Regions from separate parts of the Sus scrofa genome. Here all the other regions are linked to region 1. The links are chromatin contacts, called in public Hi-C and HiChIP or PLAC-seq maps. All regions are on one chromosome and are shown on one strand. The core of a region is the stretch at or near the end of the contact, and the rest is flanking DNA. Distances in the headings are between cores, read along the strand shown. Region 1 overlaps ZCCHC2 (zinc finger CCHC domain-containing protein 2). Region 2 has its middle 73 kb from the start of ZCCHC2. Region 3 has its middle 55 kb from the start of ZCCHC2.

Region 1 (4,829 bases), core at 1,518-4,017:
AAATGTGTTACGAAATTGCAGAGCCAGGTCTGGTCTGTGGACTGTGATGACAATGTGTATATATGGAGTCAGTAAATTGTTTAGCCCTCCCTCCCACATTCAATAACTGGAGTGCATTTATCCATGCTTTAAGATAGAATTTTCCACACTCATCTTGCTGAATCACCTAACACACACATTTTTAGTTAAACTATTCAGTAAATTGCATAGGAAGCTAGTCTACAATCATGAAATCTGTGGCATGCTGTTTCTAAGCTTCTGATTCCTTGGTCTCCCTCCATTCCTCACTGTTGGGTCAGTTTTGTTGTTTGCAGCATAACTCCCCCCCCCCCCCCGCTGTACTTGTGGGATGCAGAAATTCCTTGGCCAGGGATTGAACCCACCTCACAGCAGTGACCTGAGCCACAGCAGAGACAACGCTGGGTCCTTAACCTGCTGAGTCACCGGGGAATACCACAGCATAATTTTTAATACATTTACCATCTTTGTTTCTTCTCATACCAGAACTTCCTTTTTTCAGATGCCATAGGTTGATTCAAGGCATTACTTTGGATTGGGTTTTGCTGTTTCATTGAGTAAAGTTGAGACAAATGTCTGCCTCTTCTACTACGTCTTCTTAAAGAGACAGTAAATCTTAAATTTACCTCAGGTGCTTTCCTTTTCTTCCACCAAAATAGATGACATCTCAGTGTTGTTTCTAATAACGAATCATTTTCTGACATTGAAACAAGACTTTCTAGGACTCTTGCTTAAATAATAGCATATGCTTTAGGTTCAACCCTGATTATTTGAAGAAGAGAATTTTGATAACTGTAACAGATTACTCCAAAACTTAGTAGCTTATACCAACAACCATTTTTTTATTATTTCTCATAGTTCTGTGGGCTAGTAATTTAGACAGGTAACTAATAGCACGAGGGCCTTGTCTTCACTCCAGGATGTCTGGAGACACAGCTGGGACGGAGGGAGTCATCCCTCCCTGTCCTCTCCCCTGTGGTCTCCAGCGTAGCAGCCTCAGGGAAATTGCAGTTCTAACATGCTGGCCCAGGACTCCAAGAGCAAGTGTCCCTAGAGGCCTGGCTGCAAGGCTTCTTATGACTTGCCCTTGACACCAGTCCTGGAACACCCCTCTGTCATGTTCTACTGATCAGGCAATCCTCTAAGGTCAGCCCAAACCCAGGAGTTGGGGAATCAGATCAATCTTCCAGTGGGAGGAGTATCAGAGTATTTCTGGCTGTCTTTAACGTGCCACAAAAACAATAGGATGTTGTTATATACGAATGTTAAATTCTAAGTTTCATTTGATGAGTGTAAAAACTTCTGAATATGTTAGTAAACTTCATAAAAAACAAACTAAGAAATTCCTAATTTCTGATTTTTTTCCCCCTCTTTTCACAGCTGCACCTGTGGCATATGGGAATTCCTGGGCTAGGAGTCGAATTGGAGCTACAACCACAGCAATGCTGGATCCGAGCTACATCCGTGACCTATACTCCATACGGCTTGCAACAATGGTGGAGCCTTAACCCACTGAGCGAGGCCAGGGATCAAACCAGACTCCTCATGGAGACTACTCGGGTCCTTAGCCACAACGGGAACTCCTGATTTTTTTTTTTTTTTTTCTTTAAAGAAAGAATGTCCTGGTATTTAAAAATTTATAGTTTGCATCAAAGGACTAGAGGAAACTTGCAGAATATTGGCAAATGAGCTAAAATAAATTCCATCTACAGTTTAACTGTTGCTAAAGTAAAATGGAGTCGATGTGATCTTTGTCTCATGAAATGTTTTCAGAGAAGAGTCTTTTTAGGACTGCCCAGTCACTTGATTATTTCAGAAACTTTCCCTACATTTAAGAGATCTCAAGCATGTAATTGTGATGGATCTCCTTATATAAAAGTGAAATCTGAGCAGTCTCTAGAATGAAGGATACATTACCTGACAGGTGGATTTGAGCCAACCAGAAACACACCATAGGTCAGAAAAAGCTTTACACACTCAGGTAAGTTTTAGAAAGGAGAAGGGCATACATATAATCATGTTCTTTTCATTCCTGTTCATGTTTTTTGCTGGTGTAGCATTTTTAAACTTCATCTTCTTAATCCAAGCAGAGGAAAATTCTGCCACTTTCCACCTCATCCTGACACTTTCATCCAACTAGTCTTTATAAAATGCCAATTTGACATGTCACCAGTCTGAGCTTAATAGAGCAAGTGAGCTTAATTCCTCCACGAACAATTCCAATCAACCAGTAGTTTTCAGATTTTATGGCCCTTCCCCTTATGCAGAATAAAGCACGCCTGACTTGGAAAAGGGGAGACAGCAGAGCCAACAACCTTTTGCATGAGGACCAGTAAACGCTGTAATTTTGATCTTTGTAGCTCATGAGGCATTAGATTAAATTGTTGTTAAATTAATAAAATTTTATAGTTTCTAAACTTAGTCTAAATGATTTTATAGTATCGATATATGCTAAGACTTGACTTGGGGTAGGGGAGAGAAAACTTAGATATTTCATGGGTTGATGAACTTAGGTCTTTGGATAGAAACTCAATTCCCCTTTTCTGCCTACATAATTAAAACAGAAGGCTTTTTACTTGGTTGTTGTGTTCCTTAAAGTAACTTCAGACTTTGTTGTGCAACCATCAGCACCCTGCATCTCCAGAACTTTCTTTTGTCCTAAATTGAACCTCAGTATCTGTTAAGCAACTACTCCCCGCTCTGTCTCTCTCAAGTCCCTGGCAGCCACCACTCTACTTTCTCTATGAATTGACCCCTCTAGGTACCTTATGTAAGTGGAGTCACACAGTGTTTGTCTTTTTGTGCCTGGCTTATTTCACTTAGCATAATGTCCTCAAGATTCATTCATGTGTCAACTTTATTCCTTTTCAAGGCCGAATAATTTTCAGCTGTATTTTTACCACATTTTGTTTATCTGTTCATCCATCAGTGGATATTTCAATTGTTTCCACTTTTAGGATATTATGAATAATGCTGCTATGAACATCAGAGTACTAATTATCTGAGACTGTTTTCAGTTCTTTTGGGTATATACTTAAAAGTGGAATTGCTGGATCATATGATAATTTTTATTTTTTTGAGGAACTCCTATACTGCCCTCCATAGTGTCTGCACTGTTTTACATTCCCACCAACAATTCACAATTTCTCCATATTCTCACCAATACTCGTCTGTTTTTTGGATAATAGCCATCCTAATGGGTATAAAGTTGTATCTCATTGTAGTTTTGATTTGCATTTCCCTAATGAAAACTGTTGTTTCTTGCATATTTTTCATTCATTTATATTTGAAGGTGTGTTGTCTTTAAATTTATGAACCACATATGAAAAATGTGGAAAATATCCTATAAGAAATGGTTGATTTATTCAGCTAGAACTTCCAGTTACAAATACTTGAGAGGATTACAGTACTTTACTTACATTGATTTTTAAAGTATTTATAGCAACTCTAGGCCAATGTGGTTGTAGTACTTTGTAGTAAATGATTAAATAGTCTGTTAGCGAATACATGATTTTGTTATTGCAAGAATTCCTAAATCCACCTTTTTAAAATAAGTAATTTGAAAGTTGGATGTCGGTGCTCTTTCTCTTCTCCTTAAGTGTTCCTGTGTAGACAGGCTTTATTTCCTTGGGTTTCTGAAAGAAGACACACTACAAGGCTGAAGCTTAGCTCCCAAGAATATCTAATATGGTGTCTTATTCCCAGAAATAGAGCTGCCAATTGGCAACCCATACTCATTGTTAGGCCAGGATGACTGATTAGGCTGTAGAACAAAATATTTTAGGACTTCCCTTGTGGCTTACAACAAAATATTTTAAATTAGGAATCCTTGGAAAGCGAAGGGTCATCTCTTTACTTCCTTTCTTTATAAATTAAAAATTAATATTATTTATTGCAGATTTGTAAAATTGTAATTATTCCTGAAACTGAGATAATTTTGCTCTGAGTAGTATTTTGAGATTCTGAACATGAAGGGGGGGATAAGGTGTGAGTGGCGATAAAGAATGTTATAAAGCTATTTTATTTTTTGGCTTATCCAGTGGGTTATAGTAACAATATATGCATGACAGTGCTTGAATTCAGAGAGCTCTGTGTAAGATGAACATGCTGTTCATTTCTCATAGCAGCAGTTCTGGGGTAAACTTAATCTAGTTCACATGATTGGCTGGGCAGTCTCAGATTTAGAGTACCCAGTACTGTTAAATGATTTAACATTCATAGTGAACTTACGTGCATACACATTCTTGTTGAGCGAGGTGGGCATGTATTGATGATACCTTTTAAAAACTTTTTCCCAGCAAAGCATCTTGATAGACTGTCACTAAAACCAAGTAATGAGGAAAAATTGCATAATGTAAAAAATACAAAAGCCATTACATCTGGGGAATAGCATAAAGGGAGCCATCTATTTTGTATGTGTTCCTTCAGTCCTGGGTTCACTTTGGTATAGAATTGACATCATTGGCAACTCTGAGTAGCAATTTTCGGTGTGTCCCAAGAGAACTAAGACAGTAAATAATTGATAGAATATTACCATTAAATGAAGAAAATATTGGTACTTCTTTCCTTACTGCTCTCACACTGTACTTTCTGTGCTTAATAGGTAATCACCTATTTGATCTCTAGAAATTGGCTATTAAAATTGTTGCTGTTAAAATTATGACTGTAATCTGGTTTATTTTTGTGACATCCACTGTTTTTAATTTCTGGTATAGATTAACCTGTACCCCTCTTTCTCTTCTAGAATGACTCTGCTCATAGTGATTATTTGCAAAGTGGCGAAGCCAGTTTGTTAGAACAAGCCCCAATAC
Region 2 (4,829 bases), core at 819-3,318, 87 kb before region 1:
TGAAGGTAGTCCATTATGAGCTTTGGAATCGTAAATTCGAATCTAAATTCCAGCTCCACCGCTAAAGAACTATGTAATTTGGGGCAAGATCAAGTCTCAGCTTCTCCATCTGTAAAATGGGAATGACAACACGTACAGCATGTTTACTTTAATAATTAAATAAAATAATGCATATAAACCAATTAGCACTGTGTCTGGAACACAGAAGAGAGTCAGTAAAGACAGATAACATTGTTACATCTGTTTGAAAGGAGAAAGTATTTCCTACAAAGACAGCACCTACATGTAGCATACATGCATGCGTTATCAATAATAAGACAATATGGACTATAAAAAATATGAAGAATAAGAATGCTGTATAGTTTAGTGCAGTAGGATCTATTGAATTATCTATCAAATAGCTAATGCATTAAATAAAAAGAATCCTACATTAAAAGACTGAAAGTTTCTACATATTTCAGGTTGACTCTCCATTTCAGTGGAAATGCACAGATGGTGTTAAATGAGTCATATTTATTTCCTTTACACCCACTAAAAATAAAGGGCGGTAAATTAGAGACAGCTATTTGGAAGGATGTTCCAAATAGATAATGGACAATTATTTTCTTTCTAAGGAAATGGCATGTCTTTAAAATATATTTCTCATCCTACTGATATAATAGTATTTAATATCATGATCTTGTCTTAGCCTCATATTACAGAGGTTTGGATGGATGAGAATGTGGGAATTCAGGGGAAAAAAACAACCAGCAGCACTGGGGCATCTCCATGCCCTTCTCTCCCTCACCCTTATAACTGGTGTTGGTCTTGTGGTTTTCTGCCTGCTGTTGACCCTTCCTATTTCTTATGGGTTGAATATGTCCTTAAAAAGATATGTTGAGGTCCTAACCCTTGGAAGCTGTGAATGTGACCTTATCTGGAAGTAGGATTTTTGCAAATGTGATCAAGATGGAGGTGAAGATGAGGTCACACTGGGGGAGGGTGAGCACCCAAGCTAATAGGACTGGTGTTCTCATTAGGAGAGTGGAAGAGACGCAGAGCCAAATGTCATGTGAAGACAATGGCATGCACACAGGGAAGATGGTGTGAGGACACAGAGTGAGCACCATGTGATGCTGAGAGAGAGACTGGGGTGATGTGTCTACAAGCTAAGGAATGCCAGGGATGGTCAGCAACACCAGAAGCTGGGAGAAAGGCACATATCTTCCCTTAGCGCCTTCAGAGAGAGCATGGCTCTGCTGACACCTTGATCTTGGACTTGGAGCCTCCAGAATTGGGAGAGAATAAATTTCTGTTGTTTCAAACCATGTTTGTGGTACTTAATTAAGGCAGTCCTAGGACTCAAACACACTACTTCTATCAAAGAGAAGCCCCAGAGTGGCTGGGTGGTAGGTGTTTATCTGAGCAGTTTTTAATCACCTGAAATTCTAACCTTTTAAAATCATAGCGAGCTACCTCTAAACAAGAGGGATGAGGGGATTGAAATCATTTGTGTTCTGACCACATTGAGCAAGAGGTGATGTGGAAAGAATCTAAACATTTAGGGTCTTTGCACAGATCTCTTCCTGCCTGGGTGAGGAAGAGATGGGGATTTTCCTCCCCTGGCGGCTGAGAGCCATCTTCAGAAGCTTGGGATGCCAGGCCACCTAGCTGCCTCTGTTTTCATGAGGATGATGTTCATTTAATCTGCCCATGCCTGACCTTTTATGGAGATTTTTCAGGACATTGGCTTGTTTTTTCCTTCCTTGCTACTTGCCCTGCTGTCAGGGACTCCACCCCAGTGTAACAGGTCCATTCTGCTTCTCTAGTCAAGGGTAAAGGGAACTCAGGCTATTAAGCGGCGAAATATCCTCGGTCAATTAACTGCCACACTATTTAAATCCGTAATATGTTAACTCGGCTTATTTGGACTTAGGAAATGCTCCATCATCCTGTTGACACAGCGCCTGAAAGAAAAAATCAAATGCCAAGAGCCTTACGCAAAAGGACTTCCTTGGCAGCATAATGTTTGTATTTGAAAACAATTCCGCTAGGTGGCGCTCCATTGAAGGTTGGGGCCAGGGTCCAGGCGCTTCCCTCAGTCACAGCAGGTAATGGGAGCAATCCCGGAATGAATGAGGTTGTCTAGAAGGCAGTCCTAAATTGCTCTGACAGATTTAGGAGATGATATATCCTTGATTTTCAGATTAGACCGAACCTCCGACTGCTTCCCTCATTAACAGCCTCCTCTGTGATCAAGGTTCTCCTACCTCCGTCCCTTGGGCTCGGTTGGGATCAACCCACAACCAAACCACAAAATCAAACGGACACAAGTGAAAGCAGTCCTTCAGGGCTCGACGTAGAGGGCCGCTCTCCATTACCGTTAGCATCCTGCCTGGCATAGAGGTGCTTGGCTGGCAGAAAAGGCATTGTCAGCGTCTCATCATGGTACCGGCAAAATGGAGAGGACACTTTGCTCCCACTAACACCCTCTGGATCACTCCGAGAGTGACCTGCTAAGAAGGATGGGATGGTTTGAGATGACAGGATTAAGTGCATTTCCAATTGGAACTGAGCCAACTTCTTGCATCAAGATCACTTATAAATATATTTAACCATGGGCATCAGAGGTAGTCAGGCTAAAAAGGGGGGGGGGAGGGCTAAAGAGTGAAGAAAAAACCCTCTAAGAATAGCTGTCTGGCTGCCACTACTCTACACTTTGAAAGAGGCATGCCCTTTGTAGTGGCTGTGGAAGAGTTTGCTTTTCCTAAATGACAAAGGTTCTGTTGGACACCAGCCTTTTGACATCCTCCTGATCCTCAATTTCCTCTGCTGTAAGGTGGAAAAAGTAGTTCTTTCCTGGTGGTGCTGCGATGAGGCTTACAAGTAAAATATGAACGGCCCTAGCAGGTCCTCAAGAAATAACTCGTTCCTTCTTATCCTACAGCTCTTCTAAGAAGTTTGGAGGAGGGCTTTATAAACACAAGAGGTTGACAGAATTATTACAGACCAATCACCAAAGCTAAGCTGCTGAAACTTTGGTACAGATTTTTTTTTTTTTTTTGGTCTTTTTTTGTAGGGCCATACCTGTGGCATATGGAGGTTCCCAGGCTAGGGGTCGAATAGATCTGAGCCTCATCTGTGACCTACACCACAGCTCACTTCATGGCAACACTAGATCCTTAACCTGAGGCCAGGGATTGAAACTGCATCCTCATGGATACTGGTCAGATTCATTTCCGCTGAGCCATGAGGGGCACTCCTGGTACAGATTTTTTTTCCTGTACGTATAGCTAGAGCAAATCCCCTCATCCCCACCTTCAGTTTGGAGGTTGGTTATTGCCTTATGAACAGTGGGGAAGGACACATGAGGCTCCCTGCTGCCTTCCAATTTGCTGGCCGAATGACTCTAGGAAAGGAACCAAAAACAGAGCCAGGTGTGCTGACTTCCCTAGAATAATCTGGGCACTAGAGCCTCCTGACAGATGCACATTCTGCATTATCCCAGGGATACTGTGAGATAGACAAATCTGATAAGAATGCCTTCAATTTCTTCTTCTGTCTCCCTTTCTTTCTTCCCTCCTCTGTCAGTGAAGTTGCAGGCCCCCATCTTTCTTCCCTTTTCTCCTTTAGTAACACTTGATCACAGGGAAAAAAAAACTGATTATCAGTAGCTTTACATCAATGGACATTTGTACACTGCTCTTCTCTAGATGGGATTTCCCTCATTTATTCACCACCAAGAAGGTGGTGGAGGTGTTTTGGAAGGCAGGGACTTTCTGACGTCCCTGAGATCACCCCCAAAGGACGCATCTGCCGTTCACTCTGTATAAGCTGTTGGAAGCATGTCGATCTCAGAAGCCACGCCCATGTAGCAGGTGGAGGTTTGAAACAGTTGGATACATGCTACTAGAATTCCTGAAAAATAGCAGCAAAGATCCATAAATAAACATTAGAGATGAAATACAGACTGTTTGGCATTTAACATATTTTTAAAATATTGTTTACCAATTTCTTTCCTCTTTGCCAGTCGTTAGAGTCGCCAAGTGGCTCTTTAAGATTTGGCCCGGCCCCCACCTCTCTGATGATGAGCCCAGCTTAGGGAAAACACGATCTGAATGCAAACAAGCCAAATGTAAATTTGTGCCTGCTCAAATCTCTAGATTTTATTCCATCCCCACGTTAAGCCCGGAAGGAAAAGGTAGCCTTAGGATGAAGGGCACGTGCTTGGCTTTGACAGTTGAGAAGCCAGGACAGGAACAGCAGGTATGAAGCTCTGCTTGTCAGCATTTTCTGCTCCCTCTTCCAAAGCAGGGATTGCTAATCCTTTGCTCTCATGGAGCAAGGACGCAATCCTCAGTGCAACTGTTTGAGAGTGGGTGTTGGGACATACTCCCTTAGAGCTTCAAGTGGGTCCCCAGTGGGAGGGCCAAGGCCAAATTTCAATAGTTCAGTTCTCTAAGACAGTGCAGAGCAGGTCTTTCAAAAGAAACTACTGGTTGCCCCTAAAATTACTGCCAACTCCATGTTGTCTGATACCTAAAATCCTATCATTAGAACATCCCTCCCTGGAGTCCATAGCTTTGGAGCCTACAAGACAGACAGAATACTAAGTCTTCTGCATATGCTTACTCATTTGATTTTCACAATCCACTATTATTACTATTTTACAGATGAAAAAGATCGAGGCTCAGAGAATGAATTACCCGAGATCCTACAGCCAGAAAGGGGCAGGCAGAGTTATCAAAACTAGGTCTATTTTATTCCTCAAGACCCTTATTTCCTCCACTGTTACGTCACACAGCCTTCAGTGGGTGAGGATTTGAGGAGACAGGTGAAGAGGGCAAGGG
Region 3 (4,829 bases), core at 845-3,344, 69 kb before region 1:
CTCACTCAGTGGGTTAAGGATCCAGTGTTGCTGTGAGCTGTGGTGTAGGCCAACAGCTGCAGCTCCGATTTGACCCCTAGCCTGGGAATCTCCATATGCCATGGGTGTGGCCCTTAAAAAAAAAGAAAAAAGGCATAAAATAAAAACTCCTCTACAACTGGCATTCTCTATCCTTTTCCCCTGATTTATGGTTTTCAAAAGATTATGCTATGTTATCTTTTTTTTTTTTTCCTTTTTAGGGCAACCCCCCCACCCCCAGCATATGGAATTTCAGAGGCTAGGGTTCGAATTGGAGCTGCAGTTGCTGGCCTATATCACAGCCACAGCAACGCGGGATCTGAGCCACGTCTGCTACTACATCATAGCTCATGGCAATGCTGGAACCCTGACCCACTGAGCAAGGCCAGGGATTGAACCCGCATCCTCATGATACTAGTTGGATTCATTTCCACTGTACCACAATGAGAACTCCTTTTATCTATTTTGTAACCTGTGGGTGTGCAAGGACTTTTGTCTATTTTGTTCACTGCTATACATACCTCCCTGGCCTAGAACAGTAATTGACTTGTGGTAAATATTCAATAAATATTCAAGGATTAAATAAAAGTGATCCCTTAAGCTATGCTAATTTTCTGTTTTACCTATTCATCAAGGTGTGTTTTATTAACTTTTATAATTCATAATTTTTCAAATTCTTTTTTCTAAAATCTTCCTGGTCATTTTATAGTCTCTTATTGCTTATTTTGTGATTCCTTTTTTCAGTCTTTAAGCACTTGATACATTATCATTTTATATATTTTGTGTCTGATTAATTTCATTACCTAAAGGAATAGGCAATTTAATTCTGTGATCCATAGTTTCTGCTGATTTTCACTCATGGTGGCCTCTTTGCTTGTATTTTTCATGTTGTTTGATTCTGAACTCCTTGGTTGATCTTAATTTGAGGAACTCCTGAGAGCCTGTGATGGGGAAGCTTTTATGAAAAGAGAAGTCAGGTTTGTTTCTGCCGAGGGCCAAAGGCACTATCCAGACTAACCTGAGAATCTCCATTTCCCCTCCCCTTCCCCTCTTACTGTGGCTTTAGCTTAGATTGACCATTATAGTACTGACCCTGGCAGCCAAGCTCCAGGCAGCTCTGCCTTCCTTATTGGTTTGTTCCCCAGTGTTCCCACTCTGGGTTCATCTAACCTTTTTTCTTACTTAACGTGAGCCCATCAATGCAATAGAAAGTCTTGTTAGAGTTCCCTGGTGGCCTAGCAGGTTAAGGATCCAGCATTGTCACTGCTGTGGTGCAGGTTTCTATGTCTGGCCTAGAAACTTCCACATGCCATGGGCACAGCCAAAAATTAAAAGTCTATTGTATAAAGGAGTTAGTTGTTGGGTAGTATATAATGCTGCTAGACTACATCCTATTTCTCCTTTTTCCATGCATTTCCATTTAATTATAAGCTCTAGTTGTCAGGAGGTGGCACTGAAATTGTCTCTTGTCACATTGTTACCTCTCAATCCAGGGCTTCCTAAATAGAAAGTGTCCAATTTACAACTCCCGATGTGTCGGTTAATATTTGAATATCGTATCAGGGGAACTAGCAGGCTTCAGATGGGCTCCTTGACGTCAATGCTCCAGTTCCATGTGGTACAGCCTTTCCTAATTATCTGAGCTTGACTTACTCCAGAGAGCTGCCTCTCTCCACTGAGGAGGATTAATGCCATGTGGTTGGTGCGATTTCGCCCACCACCACCTCTGAGCCTGTTGCCAAGCGTGGTTTGGAGTGGTTGGGCCAGCATCCCGGAGGCCTGTTTGTTTGTCCTAGTATTCATTACTACTTGGCTGTCTTCCCATTCGCTGCCAGTGCAGAGTTATTTATATCAAATCAGGGAAGCCTCGGTGAGCTCTGCCGTGATAACTCACATCCTCAGAATGCCTTGCCTTCCCAAGGATTTCACACGTGGTCTCCTCACAGGAAACCCTGCCCCGCTGACCCAGGGGGATCGCCTGGCTTCCCTGGGAAGTGACAGCTGCCCTCTCCATCTGCCTGGCCAATGGGGCCTGTGCATTTAGATTAAGAGCACTGGTCCACAGTGGAACTTGCCCAAGGAGGTCTTGACCGCTGAGTCATGGAGAATAGCATTTAAGCCGCTCTCCTGGGCAAAAGAAAGTGTGTCCCAGGGTTGGAGCCAGAGCGCTGAGTCACACCTCTCAGCCGGACCTTACCTGCTGTGTGTCAAAGCTTCCAGGAGGCACCACTGGGAGACCACCCATCTCCCCCCTCCCAGATCCACTCTGTGAGCACTGCGGATCTGAGATCCACGTACATCTCTGCTGGGAATGATCACCTCTCATCAGTGTCACGTTCTGGCTGTAATTCATCAGCTCTCATTTGTTCCCCAACCAGTACAGCTTCATTACAGTTAGCGTTTCCCCATTAGACCCAGGGTAGAGCCAAGGAAGGTCTACTGCTGCTCTGGCAGTGCTCTAACTCAATTAACAAATTAACACAATTCCTCTGCAGGCACAGATCGCTAAAGAAATTAGATCAGCTCTGAAAGAAGTCGGGCTGAACAGACCATTGACAGTCAAATCCATATTCCTATTGGTGCTCTCAGCCAGCAGCATCAGAGGCATGACATTGGGAGAAAGGGCCAATATAGAGAGCCTGTATGGCCTGGCAAAATCCTGTACTGAAAATAAATTTTCAAATCAAATTAATTTGCAAGTCCGCCCCACACCAGCAAATCACTATGCAGGGGAGCTGCTACAAGGAGGGCGGCCTTCATGCTCTAGCCTCTGGGAAGGAGTTTCTGCCAGGGGAATATCAACATTGCTTCACTAGACCAGTGTTGAAATGCAGTGGGTACAGGGAGGTGGCAAGTGTGGGTGGCAAGTTTCAAAACATCGGGTTTGCAACACCCACAGTGCCTAGCATCACAGGTTCCGTGGCAGGCAGGATCATGGGTGCTGTTTACACATCCATGGAAGGTTGCTTTGTTTCTCCCAGTTTGAGAAGACCAATTCCAGTTCTAGAAGAGCCGATCTGGCTCCTTGTTTTCTTTTCAATGCAGCACTTGTCACAGTGCATGGCCATTGGTCAAAATTTTCCCTTTGCTCTAAAAACATGCCCTTCTCATTCTCAGAAGGTTAGTCAGAATAAATAGTACAAACTGGACTTTAACCTTAGAACAAGCAGATTTTCACTTACCTTTCTGGAAAAAGGGAAATAGATTATGATTTGTAGAACTTCGCCAGAATTTGATGGTATCCTTTGATAGAAAAACTGTTCTTGTGGACCAGCAGTTCAGTTCATTCCTAAGATAAAACAAGATACATCATTTCTGCCCATTGGTGAACCATTTGAAGGGATTGTTTTAATCATAGAATATGAAAAAATCAGGACTAAAACCCCAAAAACTTTAAAATGGGATTAACATTATATCTATTTTTCTCCTGTTCTCAAACCTGCAACACTCTGCTTCCCCTCTTAATTACTGGCTGATCTTATTCGTACCTCACCTAGGAAATAGAAGTTCTTTTCTGATTCCTCCTGTGTCCGCCTCCCCTAGTCAGTCAGTTTGTCTGCATCTGTTCCTTTTATTTCAGTTTCTTTCCATTACTCTAGTGACCTGTACTTCCTCCCCATACAAGATATCCCACCCTCTCCTACCCACTCAAAAACTTAGCTTCTCTGACTCTGCTTTCTTTTCAGCACTGGATCCTTCCCATGAACAGACAAACATGCTGTCATATTTCCTGTTTAAAAACACCCTCCTGAGTGAGTTCCCATTGTGGTGCAGCAGAAACAAATCCAGCTAGTATCCGTGAGGACTTGGGTTTGATCCCTGGCCTTGCTCCCTGGATTGAGGATCTGGCATTGCCACGAGCTGTGGTGTAGGTCACAGATGTGGCTAGAAACCCGTGTTGCTGTGGCTGTGGCATAGGTGGCAGCTGCAGCTCCAATTTGACCCCTAACCAGGGAACTTCCATATATTGCAGGTACAGCCATAAAAGGGAAAATTAATTATTAATTAATTAATTCCATTTTATGTTAAATTATCGAGAGCTGGTTTCTGATCCTTGTAGTAAAGAGCCCTGAACTGATTAATTGGGGGAGCTAGTGGACTTACTTGTTTCTGTGGAGTTGTTCCTAGAATATAATGATTTGGGAGATTAACTTGGGTTCCACACCACTGGGAGGGGTGGAATATTTTGTGATTACAGCTTCTGATAGCTGGAGAATGGCCTTTTACCACCATCCAGACAAGTTGGCCTCTCTTCCCCATTTCAGGGTTGACCATGATGCCCATTCTGTTAGATTTGGCCACTCAAAAAATGAGGCAAACCACCTAAAAATTAAAAAATTAAAACACACAGGAAGGTGTTCATAGAAGCCAGCACCAATAGCCAATAAACACATATGAAGATACTAAAATTAGTAACTAGGGACATGCATGTTAAAACCCATCAGATTAGCAAAACTAAGTCTGGTACTGCTGAGCTGGTGAGGCTGTGGGGCAGTGGGAACTAGAAGACAGAGCTCTCTTGAAGCGCAAATGGGCAATTTCTAGAAAAGTTATTGCCATGCAGATGTTTTGACCATAGCTATATAGAAACCCAAAGGAGCTTGCACAAGATTATGAACAAGAATATACGTAGTGTCATTGTTTTTAATGATGAAAAACTAGAAACCACCTAAACACTCACCCCTAGAGAATGGAGAAATGGTATGTACATACCAAGGAGTATTAAACATCAGTGAAAATGAATGTCCAGGTACTTGTTCAGCATGAATAAGTTTCATGGACATCACGTGGAACATACAAGTTGCAGAAAG

What was found. Hi-C and Micro-C count contacts between places; a contact is called where the count stands out from the background. HiChIP or PLAC-seq counts read pairs in DNA pulled down with a chosen protein or histone mark.
Region 2: a contact with region 1 is called in a Hi-C map of alveolar macrophages, with 2.0 times the contacts expected there. The contact joins two enhancer-like sites. A contact is called at or near these places in 9 of 47 Hi-C or Micro-C datasets (alveolar macrophages, blood, epiblast stem cells and 6 more) and 2 of 2 datasets of contacts at active chromatin or transcription factors (alveolar macrophages and skeletal muscle).
Region 3: an H3K27ac HiChIP or PLAC-seq map of alveolar macrophages shows a contact between it and region 1. The contact joins two enhancer-like sites. A contact is called at or near these places in 2 of 47 Hi-C or Micro-C datasets (epiblast stem cells and liver) and 2 of 2 datasets of contacts at active chromatin or transcription factors (alveolar macrophages and skeletal muscle).

Annotation. Positions count from the first base shown.
Region 1 is chr1:159,006,254-159,011,082 of Sscrofa11.1, reverse strand. ZCCHC2 (zinc finger CCHC domain-containing protein 2) reads left to right here. Exons shown (of 14, transcript XM_021099630.1): 2 at 4,763-4,829. Among named protein-coding and RNA genes, the nearest start is that of ZCCHC2, 13 kb to the left of the region's middle. Within about 2 kb of position 2,767, at least 2 of the 83 cell types and tissues checked have an H3K27ac peak or open chromatin away from gene starts, as enhancers often do. A contact at or near this core is called in alveolar macrophages, where this site is marked.
Region 2 is chr1:159,092,275-159,097,103 of Sscrofa11.1, reverse strand. No RefSeq gene overlaps it. Among named protein-coding and RNA genes, the nearest start is that of ZCCHC2, 73 kb to the right of the region's middle. Within about 2 kb of position 2,068, at least 17 of the 83 cell types and tissues checked have an H3K27ac peak or open chromatin away from gene starts, as enhancers often do. A contact at or near this core is called in alveolar macrophages, where this site is marked.
Region 3 is chr1:159,075,031-159,079,859 of Sscrofa11.1, reverse strand. No RefSeq gene overlaps it. Among named protein-coding and RNA genes, the nearest start is that of ZCCHC2, 55 kb to the right of the region's middle. Within about 2 kb of position 2,094, at least 24 of the 83 cell types and tissues checked have an H3K27ac peak or open chromatin away from gene starts, as enhancers often do. A contact at or near this core is called in alveolar macrophages, where this site is marked.